Linked DNA regions of Sus scrofa: regions 1 and 2 are each linked to region 3. Evidence: chromatin contacts called from public HiChIP or PLAC-seq and promoter capture Hi-C data. All regions are on one chromosome and are shown on one strand. The core of a region is the stretch at or near the end of the contact, and the rest is flanking DNA. Distances in the headings are between cores, read along the strand shown. Region 1 holds the start of EID1 (EP300-interacting inhibitor of differentiation 1). Region 2 holds the start of CEP152 (centrosomal protein of 152 kDa). Region 3 holds the start of COPS2 (COP9 signalosome subunit 2).

What was found. Promoter capture Hi-C pulls out the DNA fragments that hold promoters and counts their contacts. HiChIP or PLAC-seq counts read pairs in DNA pulled down with a chosen protein or histone mark.
Region 1: a contact with region 3 is called in a promoter capture Hi-C map of liver, with 5 times the contacts expected there. The contact joins the promoter of EID1 here to the promoter of COPS2 in region 3. A contact is called at or near these places in 1 of 5 promoter capture datasets (liver), 3 of 47 Hi-C or Micro-C datasets (embryonic fibroblasts, fetal heart ventricle and heart right ventricle) and 1 of 2 datasets of contacts at active chromatin or transcription factors (skeletal muscle).
Region 2: an H3K27ac HiChIP or PLAC-seq map of skeletal muscle shows a contact between it and region 3. The contact joins the promoter of CEP152 here to the promoter of COPS2 in region 3. A contact is called at or near these places in 1 of 5 promoter capture datasets (fetal liver) and 1 of 2 datasets of contacts at active chromatin or transcription factors (skeletal muscle).

Annotation. Positions count from the first base shown.
Region 1 is chr1:122,810,849-122,814,063 of Sscrofa11.1, forward strand. EID1 (EP300-interacting inhibitor of differentiation 1) reads right to left here and starts at 1,633. Exons shown (of 1, transcript XM_001928761.4): 1 at 1-1,633. The coding sequence starts at 1,283. The coding sequence ends at 708. The region is part of intron 4 of SHC4 (SHC-transforming protein 4); the gene reads left to right.
Region 2 is chr1:122,874,418-122,877,498 of Sscrofa11.1, forward strand. CEP152 (centrosomal protein of 152 kDa) reads left to right here and starts at 1,729. Exons shown (of 27, transcript XM_005659632.3): 1 at 1,729-1,987.
Region 3 is chr1:122,540,918-122,544,049 of Sscrofa11.1, forward strand. It overlaps COPS2 (COP9 signalosome subunit 2), which reads left to right and starts at 1,498. Exons shown (of 13, transcript NM_001105301.1): 1 at 1,498-1,563. The coding sequence starts at 1,510. GALK2 (N-acetylgalactosamine kinase) reads right to left here and starts at 1,370. Exons shown (of 11, transcript XM_003121519.6): 1 at 1,071-1,370.

The DNA of each region.
Region 1 (3,215 bases), core at 383-2,882, 270 kb after region 3:
TTTTGACTTTTAAAAATGGTCAAGACGGTAAATTTTCTTGAATTCAAGATTACAGTAGTGTTATAAATGATCAAGATATATGTACAAACAATATCTCAGATGCTCTTGGAAACACGCTTTAAGATATAGCACACATGATACACATTTCTTTGGAGGCTCGATTATTCTTTTGCAATACTGAAGAATACTCAATTTACCTTTCGCTAAAAATTTAGCCTTTGGATAATAACTACAGCTTGGCTTAGATGAATCACAAAATGACATCTTCAGTATGCTTTCAGTCCAAATAACTCAGACATGTGGTGTCCAAAGTTGGATAAATTAGTTACTTTTTCTCATATGATTAACATCAGTGGGCTCTTGTACCGGCCATGTGTCTTGGTTTTTCTTGCAAAGCCATCCGGAAATGTGAAAGATACTTTCCCAAATGCAAGGAAATTAATCTAGATCAGTAACAGAGTCAAAGCCACAAGTGTTTCACGACATTCTTGAAAACAGGTTTCAACAGTACTGAGATCCTTTTCCTTTAACAATTTTCTTCCTTTCCCATAACTGTGAAGTCACTTTCCTAGTCTACACTGCCCCCCCCCCCATTTTTTCTTTTGGATCAAGTGTTTCATTGGCACGGAACTATTCGGAATGAACCCAAGAGACTGGAATGTTGTTGGGTCTCTCCTCAAGTAGTTTCCTCCTCTCTTCACAGCATACTACTCTCTATCAATAATCTCATCACAGCCGAGTTCTTCGGTCAGACGATTGACAACCATAAGTGAAAAAAGCTCCTCGATAAAAGCCAACTGATCGAACGGGGTCTTCTCATAATGCATCTGAAATCCGCCCCCCAGAGCTGCTTCTCTCGCTCTGGAGGTCCTCAGAAACATCTTGTTGGCTTCTTCCAGGGCCGCTGAGACTCTGTAGCCCGCACCACTCAGCTGCTCCTCTTCCGGATAGTCGTAGTCGTCCTCCCAGTCATCAAATTCCTCGCCCTCGTCCTCGCTCTCGAAATCAGGGCCCGCGATCTGGCCCGGGCGCTCCCCAGGGTTGGGCCGGTTAGCGAGGCCTCGCTGCCCCTGCGGCTCCGCCATTGGCTGGGCCACCTCCTCCTCCATTGGGCCTTCCTCCTCCAGCTGTGGCGGGGCCCCGGAGCGGGAGGGGTTCGGGGACGGCCCCCGGCTCCCGCTGCCTACCTCCATTTGCGGAAGGTCGCTCTCGCCGGGCATCACATCCATCTGCAGGTCATTGCTCTCCTCATAAAGCTCGGACAGCTCGTGCATTTCCGACATTGTGCAATCGGCTAGACCTCTCGCCAAGCGTTTTCTGCAAGATCTGGGCTACGCGGCCGCGCGGTTGTGCGCTTGCGCACACGCCGTGGGCTTGCGTGACCTTGAGCGTGTGCGCGACCCCCAGAAATCGCCTCCTGCTTGGCGCGCTGCTCAGTCGGCAACCGCTAGCTGTTCGCTCCTGGGGACTTACGGGACCTTGGTCCTTTCAGACTAAATACACTTACAAACGAGAGCATTGCTTAGCCCCTGCCTTACTTAGTCATTCTGCTTCTGATGCTGTAATCTTGAAAACACTTTACACATCTTCTGTAACACCCCTTAACCCTCCTCCTCCATCGCCTTCCTCCTTCCTCCCTCCGCTTTTCGCTCCTCCTCCTTCCCCCATCCCCAGGCAATCACATCTTCTCCTAGGTTTTAACTACTTTTTTCTAGGCGCAAATGACTGCTAAATCTGCACCTCCAAAGCAAAAGATGTTCTGAACCACAGAGCAATATATTAAGAATTGATCCATCCATCTCTAATATTAAAAAAAAGTTAAATGAACAAATAAGCATATTAAAGGTGTTCTACAAAGAAAAAATAAATAGAAGAAATACTTGCTCCTGTTTCTTTTTGCAGGAGACATAACCTTACACTGTTAGCAATTCGGTGTATATTCTTTAAATTCCCTCCCCCCCTTTCTTTGCATTTACGTGGATCTCTCTATTGTCTTCTGGAAAAGTCTTTTTTTTTTTTTTTTCTTTTTACATATCTTAACATAATTGTCTTCAACTTTCAAAACAAGGAAACGAAAAAGCCCTCAGCAATGTCTTGAAGATTTAGCAGTGTTAGTGTCCACAGACATGTGTTTTTCCTAGTATGCTACTTGTATAGCAATGTTGCAAATGACCTAACAATGCACAAATAATTTTATAATTTTTGATATTTAAAATTATGGGTAAAAAAAAAAAAAGAAAAAACTATGGGTAAATGAACATCCCCAAATGACAATATTTCTCTCAAATGAAAACCTAGAAGTGCAAAGGTGAAATTGTAGGGTATTCATCCTTTAGTTTTAATAAATGTCAAATTGCTCTTCAAAGTTGCTGTGCAAATTTAGGCTCTAGCCAGCCATATTTGAGAATATCCACACCCTTGCCACACATTATTTTGTTGATTGTTAACAATTTTATCACTTAAAGGTGTATTATTTTATTTTTCATAGTCTTATTACTTGGAAATTATCTTTCAATATGTTTAGTGAACCTATGTATTACTTCTGAAAATTAAATGGTCTTATTTTAGGTTTGTTTATTTTTCTTATTGATGTAGGAATTTCTTATAAACTGAGTGTATGAATACTTTGTTTCACATGTTGCAAACATTTTCTCCCTGCCTCTTGTTTCTTGTTTCAAGGGTCTTTTAAAAAATGTTTTATTGAAGCATAGTTGATATATAATGTTGTGTTAATTTCTGCTGTATAGCACAGTGGTTCAATTGTACATATAAACATATCCTTTCTTTTTCAGATTCTTTTCCCATATAGGTTATCACAGAATATTGAGTAGAGTTCCCTGTGCTATACAGCAGGTCTCCAGTGACCATCCATTTCATATACAATTGTGTCCATATGCCAATCCCAAACCACCAATCCATCCCTCCCCCCATCTTTCCCCTTTGGTAACTATAACTGTTTTCGAAGTCTGTGAGTTTGTTTCTGTTTTGTAAATAAGCTCATTTTTTATCATTTTTTTAGAGTTCATATATATAAGTGATATCATATGTTTGTCTTTCTCTGTCTAACTTACCTCTGTATGATAATCTCTAGTATCATCCACGTTGCTGCAAATGGCATTATTTCATTCTTTTTTATATCTGAGTAATATTCTATTGTATCTTTATTCATTCATCTGGCAGTAGACATCTAGGTTGCTTTCATGTCTTGGCTATTG
Region 2 (3,081 bases), core at 479-2,978, 330 kb after region 3:
TTAGGGAAAGAACTTACCAAAGTCTAAAACGCTCTTTAAGGGACTATGAACACTATCTCCTCATGTACTTTTCTTGCCTTAACTTTTTTTTTCCTTTCATATAAAAACCAGTTGTTTGTGGGCAGGGACTGCTTAGCATTCTTGCTGTACCATATCACTGTCGCCCTCAGCACAGGACACTACACACAGCTTTTTTTGCTGATGCACTGCAGCGAGACACGGAAAGCCCCTGCCTAGTTCTAACATACCTTGTCTCAGATTTCAACAACTGCCATTTACTTAAATGCCTTTTATTTGCTTTTTCTGGTGCAAAAATCCTTCATTTTATTTGTTCATTTATTCATTTACTCATTTATTAAAGTTGTTTTTAGTGCCTTCCAGGGGCCATGAAGTGTCCAAGAAGCAAAGTAAGTGTCTCAAGATATTGACGCTGGACTGAGTGAAAGATTACACAGCAACTAATTATAGTAGATAATGAGGATTATAATGAGATGAATACACCATATCCAGAGGGGAGAAGGATCATTTCTACCAAGGTTGGGAGGTATGTGTCATCAAAGACTTCAGGGGATGTGCTCATCTATCTTGGAGACTGAGTAGCTGGGGAAGTTAAGTAGGGGCACTGTAGGTGAAAGATAGAGTTTGAGCAAACCAAAAGCATTCTGAGAACCTCAGGGAGCCAGGCCAGAGGTTTCATTCATCTAGTGCTATGGACTGAGTGCATTTTATGTGCCAGGCCCTTATGCTTAGTTGATGGGGTTGCAGTGGTTCGTGTTGGTATCCAAAAGTGGAATGGTGAGGTAGCAAAGGAAAACGAGCCAGACTATGGACAACTTTTAACAACTATTTTACTCTATACTAGTGTATATGGGAAAGAATTAAAACTAGTGTGAACTTACTGCTACCAACTCCATGAGCGTCTCTGGGAAAACCCCCCGCCCGCGTCCCCATCTCCCGCTCGCCTCCCCCACCTCCCGCTTCCCACCCCCCAGCCGCCCACGGCGATAGGGATCAATTTCGAGCCGAGCCACGAATTACTAAGCTGCAGCTGCGGCAATGCCAGTTCCTTTAACCCACTGTGCCGGGCTAAGGATGGAACCTGCCTCCCAGAGTTCCCAAGATGCTGCCGATCCCATTGCACTACAGCAGGAGCTCTTCTGAGACCCTTTTATCCCAGGAAGGTAGATACCGTAATGGGATTTATTCCGGACTGGAGAGCATTGTCTTAAAGGTCAGGTTAACATATACCTGAGTGACAGGAACATTCACACTCTAGGAAATTCAAGTAGTCAATAAACACGTGTCATCCCATCAGTAATTAAAGAAACACAAATTCAAACAAGGTGGGATCTAGTAAGCAAGAAGACAAAGTGAAACAACCTCTAAGGCTGTTAAGGCAATTTAGAGAATCTGAAGGATAGATACAAAAACCTCCAAGGTGGATTCGGTGGGGGAAGCGAAGGATTCTGTGTACCGCTCTTGAGAACTGATATTTAGGAGTGGGGAGCGCGGAGGGCAGGAGCATTGCACCAGGTGGGGTTGGGTAAGACCAGTTCACAGGCAGGAGGCCAGGTGCTAGGGCGTCTCTATGCAACCGATAAACCCGCCCCCTCTGCAGTGAACCCTTTTGTAATTGGCTCACAAGTCCACCAATGGACGCACAGGAGGAACTTCCCGCCACCTCTGGCGCCCGCTTTTAAACAGCCGTATAGTATTTGCAACTGCAGGCGGACTTCTCAACCTAGCTTGAGAAAGGAGGAGACTTCCGCCCCCTCGCCCTGCCCCCAGCCGCCATGGCCCCCCCTACTAGGCCAGCTACTACCCGGCGATTGAAGGGGGAGGCTGCTCTTCAATGGCTTCAGGCCTCCAGTGTTCGGTTGTGACTAGGAAGAAGCTAGCGGATTAGAGCCAGGGCGAGGGGTTTGCTAGAGGCTGGTCTTCCACCAGAGCTAAGGTGACTCTACGTTGACAGCATCTGTGGCCTCCGGTGAGTTTCGCTTCGGGGATGGGCTTGCGGCAGGGGTAGGAGGAGGTGCGGAGTCCTTGGGATTCTGGCTGGGGCTTCTGGGTGGATTAACCCGCCCCCTCCCCAAATACTGCAGTGGTGTACTGCTCGGGGTGGCGGGACTCAGTCTCTGAAGTGTCATCCAGACCCCAAGATCCTACTTAGAAGTGACGTCTTAGAAGCCCTCCTTGCCTCCTCTACGCCGCTAGAGTAGCCCTGAGACTCTACCCTGGGGACCCCCGCCGTGGTTCGTCTGGCGCTGTGCCTGGCTCACAGTGGGTGCTCTGTACACGTGTGTTGACCGAGTGCCTGTGACGCCGGCAGCCCAAGTCAGCAGCCCCAGGATGCACCCTGGGGTCTTGCAGTTTCGTTTTCTCGGTATCTGTTTTTACCGTGGTTGACGCCAAAAGGAGTTCTTTGGTAAGGTCATTGGTTTATTCTTCGTTCAGCTTGTGGGTGCCTACCCGCTGCATCCTCTGGGCACCCTGAGTATATTTGTCCGAAATGCTCTCATTAGCACTGATCAGATTATTGTCATCATTTTTATATACATCTGTTTTCTTTCCCTCCGCCAAGCCCTGTTGAACTTTGTGATCTTGAACAGTGCTTGGCAAATAATTGTGGAATGAATAAATAGATGCCTCCTAAGCCTGCTATTCCAAGTCTGAAACATCAGGCTAGTGTGCTCTGGCTGTTTTCATTCTAGAAAGGAAGCTAGTATGTAATCAAGTAAGTAGAATTTCCTAACTCTCAAGGCCCCCTTTGTGGCACTTAACCTTTTCTATTTTATGGTCGCGAATTTGAGTCTATTTAAGCTGAATTTTGCCATCTACTTCACAATGTGTAACAATTTGTATCCACTGCTTAGACGTGAATATACTCAACTAAATGAGAAGTTGAAATTGGAGCCATAAGAAAAGTGTAAGAAATACAGCCTGGAGTTCCTGTCGTGGCTCAGTGGTTAACAAAACCCGACTAGTATCCATGAGGACGCGGGTTCAATCCCTGGCTCAGTAGGTTAAGAATCCAGTGTTGCTGTGAGCTGTGGTGTAGGTCTCAGACGCGGCTGGAATCCA
Region 3 (3,132 bases), core at 248-2,747:
CTTTCTTATTATAAAATGTTGCGAGGAGAAGACTACTAAGGAAAAACTTTGTGTATAAGTAGACAGCATTATTGTTATAAGTACTCTGAAGAACTATGACCCCAAACATGGTAAATTAAATGATTACTAAAAAGTCCATCCTGCAATTCCTCTTCTTGGACTTTTTCTTAAGAAAGAACAATGACAAAAATAATAACTCCAGAATTTAAAACAGTGTTATTGTTACAATATTCAAAATGTGTAGCAATAATAGCATGTTTAAGTAAGTTATGGTGCATTGGTACATTCAATGAAGGGACTATTATTCCACAATTTAAAAAGTCATCGTTGGAGTTCCTGCTGTAGGCAGTGAGTTAAGAATCTCACTTAAGTGGCTCTGATTGTTGCAGAGGTGTGATTTGGGTCCCCAACCTGGCACGGTGAGTTAAAAGGATCCAGCTTTACTGCAGCTGTGGAGTTGGTCTCAGCTGAGGCTGAGATTCAATCCCTAGCCCAGGCACTTCCATATGCTGAGGGTGCGGCCATAAAATTAAAAAAAGAAAAAAGAAGGGAGGGAGGGAAGGAGGGAAAAAAATAAAATAATCATTGTCAACAATATATTGCATACATTTTGCTATGCGGTTACATAACTAGGTGCAAAAAGAATCCGAAATTTTATCTGTGCTATATAAAATTTATGGATTCAAGTGAACAGAACTGGAAGTTTGTAAGTAAAGCGTTATTTGAAAAGCAGTTTTTTCCCTTATTTCATTTCTTTATTTCGAATTCTACTAACGATGGTGTGTAACAATAATGCATTTTTTTAAAAAGTCCTTAGCTTTTACCTTAATTCGGTCCCACAGGCAGTAAAGGTCAGTTCATAATTTGCTGAACAACTGAATAAGACCTAAGGTACCTCAACTGATTAATGCTTAACTAATTTGAGATAGCCACAGAACCGTTTTGTCGACTACAGATATAACAAACATTACGTGTAAACCATGTTGCTGAAAGGTCTCCCAACATCCCAGGACCAAAATGTGTGAGTTAAATGCACGACGACAAACATGGCAAAAAAAAAAAAATACTACCTGTCACATGGGATGGGCATGTCGGGATTTTTCTCCGTGAAAGGTTTTTGATCCCAAGCTGCCTCTTACTTTCACCAAAAAGAAATGGTTCCAGAGTCCCAGGCAAGGAAGGAGACTGTTCCCTTGCCCAGGAGGCTGAAAACCGCTCCTTGTGAGCAGAAGGCTTCCTAAGTCCTCCAGTACTCTTCGATTCCCTAGTTGCTAGGTTTACTTGCTAAGGCACCAACCGTCTCGCAGGAAGAGGGGGACGGTGCACTAGCTTTTGGCGTCGTAGCGAATCCTCTCTAAACGGAGCTAATTTGTTCCGGGAGGAAACATTCAGCTCCTCTAAGAGCGACGGGAAGGAAAGGAGAGGCTGGGAGTGACGCCACTGAACCGCGGAGGATTGTGGGAGGAGGTTGTCGCCAATTTCCCCTCCCCCTCCCCCCTCCCAGCCAAGATGTCTGACATGGAGGATGATTTCATGTGCGATGATGAGGAGGACTACGACTTGGTGAGGCGCAGGGGACAGAACTCTGGGGTTGGAAGTGGTTTCTTGCTTTAGAGGCCGAGGCAGGGGCGACCGCCGCTTCTCCCCGTAGAACATGTGCTCCTTCCAGCCTCTCCCGGAGCAGTGACAGGACGAGTTTACCTCCTCCCACTTCGCGCACCGGGCCGGGGCCCTGCTTCTCCCGCATGGGGGAGGGGAAGGTAAAGGAGGCAGTGAAGAGGGTCCCGAGCGTTGTGTTCCCAAGTCCGAGCGCCAACTCGGTTTACATGGGCACTCCTGACCTCCGGCGTCCGGTTATCGGTGTCTCCTCCTTCCTGCCTCCCGCGCAAGCCGCCTTGGGGACCATGCAGCGGTTTAGGCCCCGGCTCTGCCCTTTTGGGCTCAGCATTCTCGGCCCCTCTAATTCACACTTGAAGTGAGCGAATGCGAAATGCTAGGGGAAGGGTCCGAAAACTAGGGGCCTTACTACTCCCAGGCCTGACAGCCAAACACCACTCTGAGCCTCCTGTAAACAGAGCTTAGGTTAGTCTTGTCCAGGGTGCGTTTTGGTTTAAGGTGAAGGTGCAGTGGAGAATTGAGAGCAAGGCTAGCTTAAAAATAATAGTTTAGCTACTTGTTTTGTTTTAAGAAAACAGTTGGGCAGGAGGTTTTGCTTTTTGTTTGAGGCTTTTGGGGGCAGGGAGGGGAAGGGGTATAAGGGGGTTGACCCAATGGCTTTTTTCTTTATTTAGAAATTTCCCAATATTCAAAGTTAAAAGTATCAACAGTGGAGAAATAAACGAATTTATGTTGCTGAATGGTTGTTTTTAAAGATTCAAGGTTTAATTTATGAACGGATTTACGGGGTGATTTTTTTTAATTCACTATGGGGTATTTCAAGTTGATAATCAAAAATATTATCTGTGTGGGAACTAAGAAAAATGATCTCGACCAAGAATTAGCATCACCTTGGCTTTGCTTTTTATTTGGGGGACGTTTTTCTGCATGATTCTTGTATATTATGGTGATGCCTGCATTATCAAAAAATTATGAAATAGATACTTAGGGAAGTCTGGCCCATAAGGCCAGAGTCTCAAGATGTTAATATATCGTTTTGAAGTAGTGTAAATCTTTTTATAGGCATTTGCAATACTTTCCCTTTAAGAAGAAAACACATTTGGAAGGGGGAGAGGAAGGAGATGCTTGCTATTACCTAAAATTTGTAGTAGAGGTTTTGGTAATTCTTAAAGTTAAACGTAGAGTTATGCTGGTAGTTATGATTTCTGCCTTAGATTTTAGTTTGTGCAAACAGGCCAGTTTTAGGCAGTGCCTGAAGTCCATTAAGAATGTTGCTTGTAACTTCAGCATTTTTATTTATTACATGTTTATATTACAGACATTTTTTTAACTATGAAAGTGTTTTTAATTATGTCTGTGGTTTTAGTTTGTTTTTGAATGTTTGTGCTTATCTCTTTTCTAAGCAATAGTTTTTTGAATACATGATTTATTAATACTTTGATTAACTTGAAGATCATCGGTGAGACTGTAATGAAGGAATGGCAGTAAGAACCTCTCCGGGAGTTCCTCTCATGG